Regions from separate parts of the Mus musculus genome. Here region 1 is linked to region 2. Evidence: chromatin contacts called from public Micro-C data. All regions are on one chromosome and are shown on one strand. Each heading gives the region's core, a stretch centred on a gene start, on an enhancer-like site or on the middle of the called end of the contact. The rest is flanking DNA. Distances are from core to core; before and after follow the strand shown. Region 1 has its middle 22 kb from the start of Nfkb1. Region 2 overlaps Manba (mannosidase, beta A, lysosomal).

Region 1 (4,127 bases), core at 1,489-3,988, 160 kb before region 2:
TGTAAAGATGGTGCCAGTGAGCTGGTCCCCATTCATAGTTGACTGGTGACAGGTGCAGTCTCCTGTAGGCCTAGTGAAAGGAAACACAAATACTGTGAGTTGGTGGTTGTAAAGTTGTGTCATGGCCAAAAGACATTTCTTCACTGCCCTCTTCCTTATCCTTAAGCCATCCTCCCTTTCCTCTGCGTCACTCCCTAGCAGACATGACACACGTGTCTTGCTTACCGTGGAGCCCTGAATGATCATTTAGTCTCAGCATCCTGAGCAGCCGTGAGTTTCTATATTCACCACTGTTCATTGCAAAGAGAAGCATCTCCAATTAAGGCTAAAAGTAGCATTTGTTTACGGGATGAGCTTAAATATTTAGGGGGTGTTTGGTGCTGTATCAGTTTAGCTAAACAGCAATAGGGAATTCAACATTCCTCACACACTCCTTGCTGAGGCTACAGATGCTGGTCTCTGATCTAGACTCTGGTCAATACCTTATACAAAGTACATATATGCTTACCACAATGTCTGTATCCATGCATAAGTTCAAACACCATTTCATATGTTAAACTGAAGACTCAGACATTAAAGAAGGCTAGAAACGCATTATCCATACTGACATTTCTAAGTGTATTGTATGCCAGGCCTTATCACTCAGTGATAACTAAAGCTCCAAAGGACCCCATTCTGGGCCACCCTAGTTTTTGACTCTTCTCCCTCCCAAGAGAACAGCAGGCATAAGAATTAAAAAGAATTTCCCGTATTTACAATTCAAAAGAAATCAACCATGTTCCTTGCCTTTTTTTTTCTTGATGTACTTTCCTAGGAACTCTGCAGTTCAGACCTTTACATTTTGAAAACAACTGGCAACTTCACCCAGTGAAGTGACATTGGTCTATTTTGTGTGAGCTAGTAAGAAAGTTTTAAAAGTGTTCATACACATGGCATAGTTTGTGAATGGAGTTAGATCATTTTAATTAAAATTAAAACAAATATGCACAGTAATGAATCAGCAAACTTTTCACCAAATTTGAACATAGCATGGCTGTATGGATGACAGGGCTTTTGTCTGCATCAAAAAAGTAGTCTCTCTCTCTCTGTCTCTCTCCGTCTCTGTCTCTCTCTGTCTCTCTGTCTCTCTCTGTCTCTCTGTCTCTCTCTGTCTCTCTGTCTCTCTCTCTCTGTCTCTGTCTGTCTCTCTCTGTCTCTCTCTGTCTGTCTCTCTCTGTCTCTGTCTCTCTCTGTCTCTGTCTCTCTCTGTCTCTCTCTCTCTGTCTCTCTCTCTCTCTCTCTCTCTTCTCTCGTGTGCATCAGCTAGTGTTCTAGCAGCATATTAAAATGACAACAAAATCACCAGCGAGTTTCAAATTCCATCAGATTGGACTTTCCAGTGACCCTTAACTGGATGAGTACAAACAGGAACGGAGAGCAAATATCTGAAAAGCATATTCACAAATAGCATCTGAATAAATTTCATTAAGCAGAGCTCACCTCTTCAAACAATACCAGGAGGGGGCAGCATATATTGTAGCTTGCAGAACTGGATCAAAGCACAGGTTCTTAGGAAAAAGTCAGATGCAGAGCCGGAAGCCAGGTGACACAGGGAAGCCATCAGAAGATATCAACTTTCAGGGATATGCAGAAGTCACTGCCGTTTGCAGAGAGAGAGAGAGAGAGAGAGAGAGAGAGAGGGAGGGAGGGAGGGAGGGAGGGAGGGAGGGAGGGAGGGAGGGAGGGAGGGAGGGAGGGAGGGAGGGAGAGAGTCACAAGGAGAGACCTAGACTCTTGTTGTGGTATGGATGACTAAAGTATAACCATGGAAATGTATCCACAAACAACTGGCTTCACACATACTTGTCAGAGGCTTGCCATCTGCAGAGTGGGAACACTTAGTAAATAATACTTCCTTTTCTTAACTCATTCCCCTAAGGAGAAATCTTTGTCCTGGCACAGTTGTTTCCTGGCCACCCCCTGAAAGTTCTAATTTTAATTACCTTACTTTTCTCATAGGAAAAAAGAAGCACATTTTAAAGGCACTTACCATAAATACCTGGGAAGAGATCTCAGACAAATCTGTCAGGGAAGTGATCAAAAATGCAGCCATTCTTGGACCTGAAACAACTCTTAGCTCAGCAGAGGAGAGCACATGCTGCTCTTTTTAATTTAAAGATTTATTTATTTATTTTATGTATATGAGTACACTGTAGCTGGTTGTAAGCCTTCCTGTGGTTGTTGGGAATTGAATTTTTAGGACCTCTGCTTGCTCCAGTCTGACCAACTCCGCTCTCACTCAGTCCTTGCTCGCTCTCACTCAGTCCTTGCTCGCTCCGGACCAAAGATTTATTTATTATTATACATAAGTACACTGTAGCTGACTTCAGATGCACCAGAAGAGGGCATCAGATCTCATTATGGGTGGTGTGTGAGCCACCATGTGGTTGCTGGGATTTGAACTCAGGACCTTCGGAAGAGCAGTCAGAACGCTTACCCGCTGAGCCATCTCTCCAGCCCTTGCATGTGCTGCTCTTACAGAGGACTCTGGTTGGATTCCCAGAAACACATGGCAGCTCGCAACCATCTGTAACTCCAGTTCAAGTGGATTTGATGTCCTCTTCTGACCTGCTCGGGGATCACACACCCATGTGGTGGGTATACATGCATGCAGACAAAACCCTCATACACATAAAATAGTGAAGTAAATAAATCTTTTCTAAAGGGGGCAGGGGTAAAGTGTTTCTTTCTAGCCATGGTGTCATAGGAACCACATTGTACTGGCTGGTTGTGTGTCAGTTTGACACAGGCTTGAGTCATCAGAGACAAGGGATTCTCAATTGAAAAAAATTTTTTCTTCTGTAAAACCTGACTTTAGGCAAGATTGTACAGCATTCTCTTAATTAGTGATTGATGTGGGAGGGCGGTTCCATCTGGGGCTGGTGGTCCTGGGTTCCATAGAAAGCAGGCTGAGCAAGCCACAAGGAGCAAGCTAGTAAGCGGCATCCCTCCACGGCTTCTGCATCAGCTCCTGCCTCCAGGTTCTTGGTCTGCTTGAGTTAGTAACCCTAAGATAGACATGTTACAAACAGAATAAATACTGCAAATGTGATGTTTCTTGTCAAGCTAGCCCCAGGTCCATACTCATTGTAAAATAAAACTATTGTGTTATTATTAATGGGTCTTCTATGCAGTAAAATATTCACATTTCACTGATTAAAACTATGAACAATTAGAATAAAATTTTCTTGATTTTAAAAGTATCATCATGTACATGTGTACTTATATGCTCAAAGCTTTCAGATATGTAGATTAAAAGCCTCACTTTCCTATAAAAGTAATATTATTATTGGAAACAGTCTCAATACCTTAGAAACCAAAATTTCTTCTAACGTAACGTCTCCCTTTGTTGCACCTTGCCAATTCTTCCCCTAAAATGAGCTAAAAATGAGCAAGTCATGATTCATGCATGGTTCAGAATGACTCAAAATTCTAAAGAACAGATGCCCCACTATAAATTTTTTTCCCAGAAAATAATACAAGTTTTCGACCCTAGTGACTTTCAAAAAAATCCACCAAATTCTATTTATACTAAGGTTTCAAAAGCAAAATATAGAGCTTAAAGGGGGAGACCGGACACCAAGAGATAATTTAACATTTTTACTTGACAGATGGGAAAATATTAATAATCCAACCAGTTATTCAGATTCCAAAGTTTAAGTGTGTTATTTTGAAATATTTATACCTATTGTATTTATACATATCTACTATATGTTATGTAGGAAATTTTTAAATATTCGGTGTGTTCCTTTGTTTTTAGGAGACTAAGGCTATATTGCTAAAACTGAAAATCAGCTATGACTTGCACGAGGCCATGTGTTTCATGACTTGATATGGCTGTTTCGGCTCAGGTGGACAGAATCTAGAACAAACTTGAGCAATAATTCCAACATTCATACCCGTGAATGGCTGAATAGGAGAGAAAATGCTATGACGGTGTAAATATTTGGAAGATCGAGCTGAGAAGAAGTTAAATGAGATAATACATTTTCATGGAAACACAAGCGCACTGTTATGAAGATAAAACAGCTCAGCGTTTGTAACAAGGAGGAAATGACAGAGAGATTCCCCTCTGGGGGAGGGAGCTT
Region 2 (4,105 bases), core at 1,412-3,911:
CTAAGTTGCTTTTTGTGACAGTGTTTGTCACAGAAACAGAGTGACATTGGATCCAGTATACTTGTATTCAGTGTTCTACTGGACGTCTCGGCCAAAGCGTCCGTGAGTAACTGAAGGGCAGAAGGGAAATGAAGACATGAAACTCTTGCTCTCTGCTGGCTGCTGATTTGATGTTATACATGGGACTCTCTAGAGAGTAAAGGAGAATCTTGCTAGAGCTAAGGATGAGGTTCTTTTCAAGTTTACAGTGTATAAGATCAAACTAAAGATATGTTCTACTTTTCTAAAATCGCCACAAATGAGTGAATTTAAATAATTGAAAGTGAAGTTAAATAAATAATACCAGTTTTAATAATGCCTGAAAGGATAAAATAAAGATTATCTTTGACTTATGATGATGTTTCATGGATATAAACTCATCACAGATTAAACTGACCATAAAGTTAAGAGGGGATGAACCCCACTTGGTTAATTGTGGTAGGTCTAACCAGATACTCTACTTCTTCATGAGTCAGTTTGTCACCATTTCACTAGTAATACACTCATTTCTTTTAAGTTTCTTGTCATGCCTTATCCCAGTTGTCCATACTTTTCCCTTACAACCATTGCTATTCCTATAAGGCAAGTGGTACAATTTCCTCCTCCAGTCCTAGTTTGGTCATGTGACTCTTCACTAGTCCATGCAGTCTATCCCAAACGTTATCCATTTTGCCGATCTTTCCAAATAAAAATAAAAACCAACTAAACAAAAATCCACTTTATGATACAAATAGCTAATATGAATATGGTGTCTGGAGATGTTAGAATTCCATGAGAAATGGTTCAAAACACTTCGTGGCCAAGTATCAGACATTTAGTAGACACTTAGAGGAATCTTGAATGCCTGAATATTAAATCACACGATGTCTTGAAAAGATTCTATACATGCCATGTGCTGTGTTAGCCAACACTCTTTCATTTCCCTCAATGCAACACACAGAGAGAGAGAGAGACAGAGAGAGAGAGACAGACAGACAGACAGACAGACAGGCCTCTTTCCTGTGGTGCCTGGAACAGAAGCCAGAGCACATCAGGAAAGTGTTATGTCACTGAGGCATACTCCTAGCTGTAATTCACATATCTGATCAGAGATGTCCAAAGGTAAGAACGTCAATAAAACAAATAAGTAGAAATCTTGAATAAACACTTGACTAGTAAAGCTACCCACATGGTTACTATGCTCTGCAGGGCAGTGGTGCCACACACCTTTAATCCTGGCACTTGGGAGGCAGAGGCAGGAGCATCTCAAGGCCAGCCTTGCCTAAAGAGTGAATTCTAGGGAAGCCAAAGATATACAGAAAAACCCATCTGGGAAAAACCAAAAAAGAAAAAAAAAAGTGCTTAATCACGTTCTTAAAAAAAAATTATTTGATATGTATGGGTACTTTGCCTGCATGTATGTCTCTATACCATGTGTGTTTCTGGTGCCCACAAAGGCCAGAAGAGGGCATTAGATTCCCTGGAATTGAAGTTATGAGCAACCACTGGGTACTGAGAATCCAACCTGGGCCCTCTAGAAGAGCAGCCAGTGCTCTTAACCACCGAACCACCACTCCAGCAGTTTCATCTCATTTTTAACCAAGCAAGTGAAAATTAAAGCCATTTAAGACACACACCCACCAGAATTCCCATAATCAAAGACTGACAGTACCAGCTGCCAAAGCGAAGGTAAGCCAGCTGGAACTGTAAAACAATGTTCGACAACGTGTCAGTTTGTTTAACCACTTTGGGGAGGTTTCTGACAGTTTCTGTCAAAGTTAAATACTTGGTTTCCTTGTATACCTAAGCAAGCACACTGGTCTGCTAATCATCATCTAAAATCCTGTTCATAGCAGCATTACTCATAACAGCCTTCGGCTAGAAACAACAGAAGTGTCCTGTGGTAGGGAAACTGTATGCAGTCTGATTTGTTCCCATGGTGAGACAGTCCAGCAATACAAAAGAAGACACGCTCATTGTATTATCAGCTAAGGCAGCTCTCACAGAGTGTGTCGAGTAAGCAAGTGGAGCTAGGTCGTGTTGAAATCTAAGTGTAGGGAGTGCTAATCAAGGCAGCAGAGGCAGCCGGGCACCAGTGGAGTTCTCTGCTTGTGTGTTTTAGCAGCGCTGAGCTTTGCCTGTGCGTTTAGCACTCGCAGCCAACTAAGCCTTGGTTCAGAATTGGAGACTTGCTCTCATTCAGTTTGGCACTCAGCCTTGATCCTTTCTAAGTCTAAACTAGGGAGTGGATCTCAATGGAATTAATCTGTTGCTTTTCTCTTTCCCTTCCTATCTCCACCTTCTCCCTACACTCCCCACCTCCTCCTTCTCTCCTTGTCCACGGGGATACCTGCCCCAGCAAGGTGGTCACCACCAGACCAAAACCAAACAGAAGCTGCAAATGAATTAAGTAATTAAGTTAAAAAAAAATCCTGGAAGTGAAAGCCAGGTCTTGCCATGGAAGAAGGAACGGTGCAAAGATGAGGAAGCAGCAGGCAGGAATCGAGTAATCTTATGGACAATTCTCACCAAAACCTGTTTAAAGGACAGAGAGGAGAGAAGCGGGAGTAGGGAAGGAATCTTGGTTAATTCTTTCCCTGGCTCATCCTCTCTAAGCTCCCTCCCACTCACTGTTCTCGTTTATTATTAGTCATTCATAAGGTTCTGAAGAACAGGATGTGTGCCCACGTCACTTTGGAAGACTCTATTGGTTGAACAAATTTTGTAACTGTCAAAGATGTTTGAACCGAGAAGGCTTTGCAGAAAGCTTCCTCGTGAACATGTGGAGAGCCTTCCCTCCCTGCTTCGTCTTACAGCAACAAGTGAGTTCTTCTGCCTCCAGATCTTCCAGTCTTCCAAAGTCTCTTCTCACTCTCCTCTCTTCTCGGGTTATATCTATTCCAAATGGCCACACACCCAGCATGCTCTCTTAATCTGTGACTCACACTACCACTCCCACAGGTTGACTAAACTAAGCTGCATCAGGCCTCTCAATGACCACCTACACCAGGAGGTGACTTCAGTCTTCACCAAGCCCTGAGCTTAGAGCCCCCTCTACTGCTTTCATTTGTCTCTAGCATATATTTATTGGGCGTTTGATGCCAAGTCGTGAGAAACTGATTCTCAAAGGGCACCTTTTCCCTTCCTGCTCCTCTGATAACTCAAGTTGTCTGTGGGAATAAATAACTATTCTATTATCTAGGGGGAAAGAGCTAGGTTGTGCCTGCAGGCTCAGGTTTGAATTAGATGTGATTTATTTGGTAAGCAACAGACATGATAAAACACCCAGGCCAGACCAATTACATATAAATGATTGTAAACATTGATCCTCAATCTATAGCTTGCCTTTTTCTCTTTCCTGGTAGTGCTTTAAAAAAAAAAAACCAGGGCTGGTGAGATGGCTCAGTGGGTAAGAGCACCCGACTGTTCTTCCGAAGGTCCGAAGTTCAAATCCCAGCAACCACATGGTGGCTCACAACCATCTGTAATGAGATCTGACTCCCTCTTCTGGAGTGTCTGAAGACAGCTACAGTGTACTTATATATAATAAAAATAAATAAATCTTTTTAAAAAATCAAAAGCCAATGATTTTAGTGAAATACAATTTATCAGCCCGTTTTTTTTTTTTCATGGTTAGTGTCCTCAAGCTTTAAGACCTCTTCTTTGCCTGTCTCTGAGTCTTGTGTTCTTTCCAGGACTTTTATTGTGTTGCTTCCTCATTTCAGGGGCTTTGTTTTCTTTGTCTCAGGGATCAGATCCAAAGCCTGGAGCGTGTGCAGCACGGCTATGCTCCAAACCCTCCCATTTGAATCTCAGGTCCGTGGTGAATGCAATCTGCATGCATGGAGACTTTCATTTCCCTGTAAAGCGATCTTCTTGGTCCAGCACATTTCATCAACGACTCTACCCTTTTCCACCTGAATTGCCAGGACATTTCTGTCCTAATAGGAGATTCTCCTACTGCCTTCATTGCTGAAACTTTAGACTAATCTTAAACAACAAACATCTTAGTACACAAATTTTAGAATTTCATAAGCTGTTCTTGTGAGGAGAAACAAAGCCAAGAATTAGATACAGGTTTTATGGG

Evidence for each region. A called contact is a pair of places that touch in the nucleus more often than the background predicts.
Region 1: a Micro-C map of the HL-1 cell line shows a contact between it and region 2, with 6 times the contacts expected there. The contact joins two enhancer-like sites. A contact is called at or near these places in 4 of 39 promoter capture datasets (the HPC-7 cell line, hematopoietic stem and progenitor cells, pre-B cells and 1 more), 3 of 15 datasets of contacts at CTCF or cohesin (large pre-B cells, pro-B cells and stem cell-derived epiblast-like cells), 27 of 484 Hi-C or Micro-C datasets (the AML12 cell line, CD8 T cells, the G1E-ER4 cell line and 19 more), 12 of 115 datasets of contacts at active chromatin or transcription factors (DN3 thymocytes, the SCID.adh cell line, T-cell acute lymphoblastic leukemia and 4 more) and 4 of 9 other capture datasets (adipose tissue, embryonic stem cells, liver and 1 more).

What each region holds. Positions count from the first base shown.
Region 1 is chr3:135,711,127-135,715,253 of GRCm38.p6, reverse strand. No RefSeq gene overlaps it. Among named protein-coding and RNA genes, the nearest start is that of Nfkb1, 22 kb to the right of the region's middle. Within about 2 kb of position 2,738, at least 32 of the 459 cell types and tissues checked have an H3K27ac peak or open chromatin away from gene starts, as enhancers often do. A contact at or near this core is called in the HL-1 cell line and tail fibroblasts, where this site is marked.
Region 2 is chr3:135,555,072-135,559,176 of GRCm38.p6, reverse strand. All of the region lies in intron 13 of Manba (mannosidase, beta A, lysosomal), which reads right to left. Among named protein-coding and RNA genes, the nearest start is that of Gm46827, 51 kb to the left of the region's middle. Within about 2 kb of position 2,661, at least 50 of the 459 cell types and tissues checked have an H3K27ac peak or open chromatin away from gene starts, as enhancers often do. A contact at or near this core is called in the HL-1 cell line and tail fibroblasts, where this site is marked.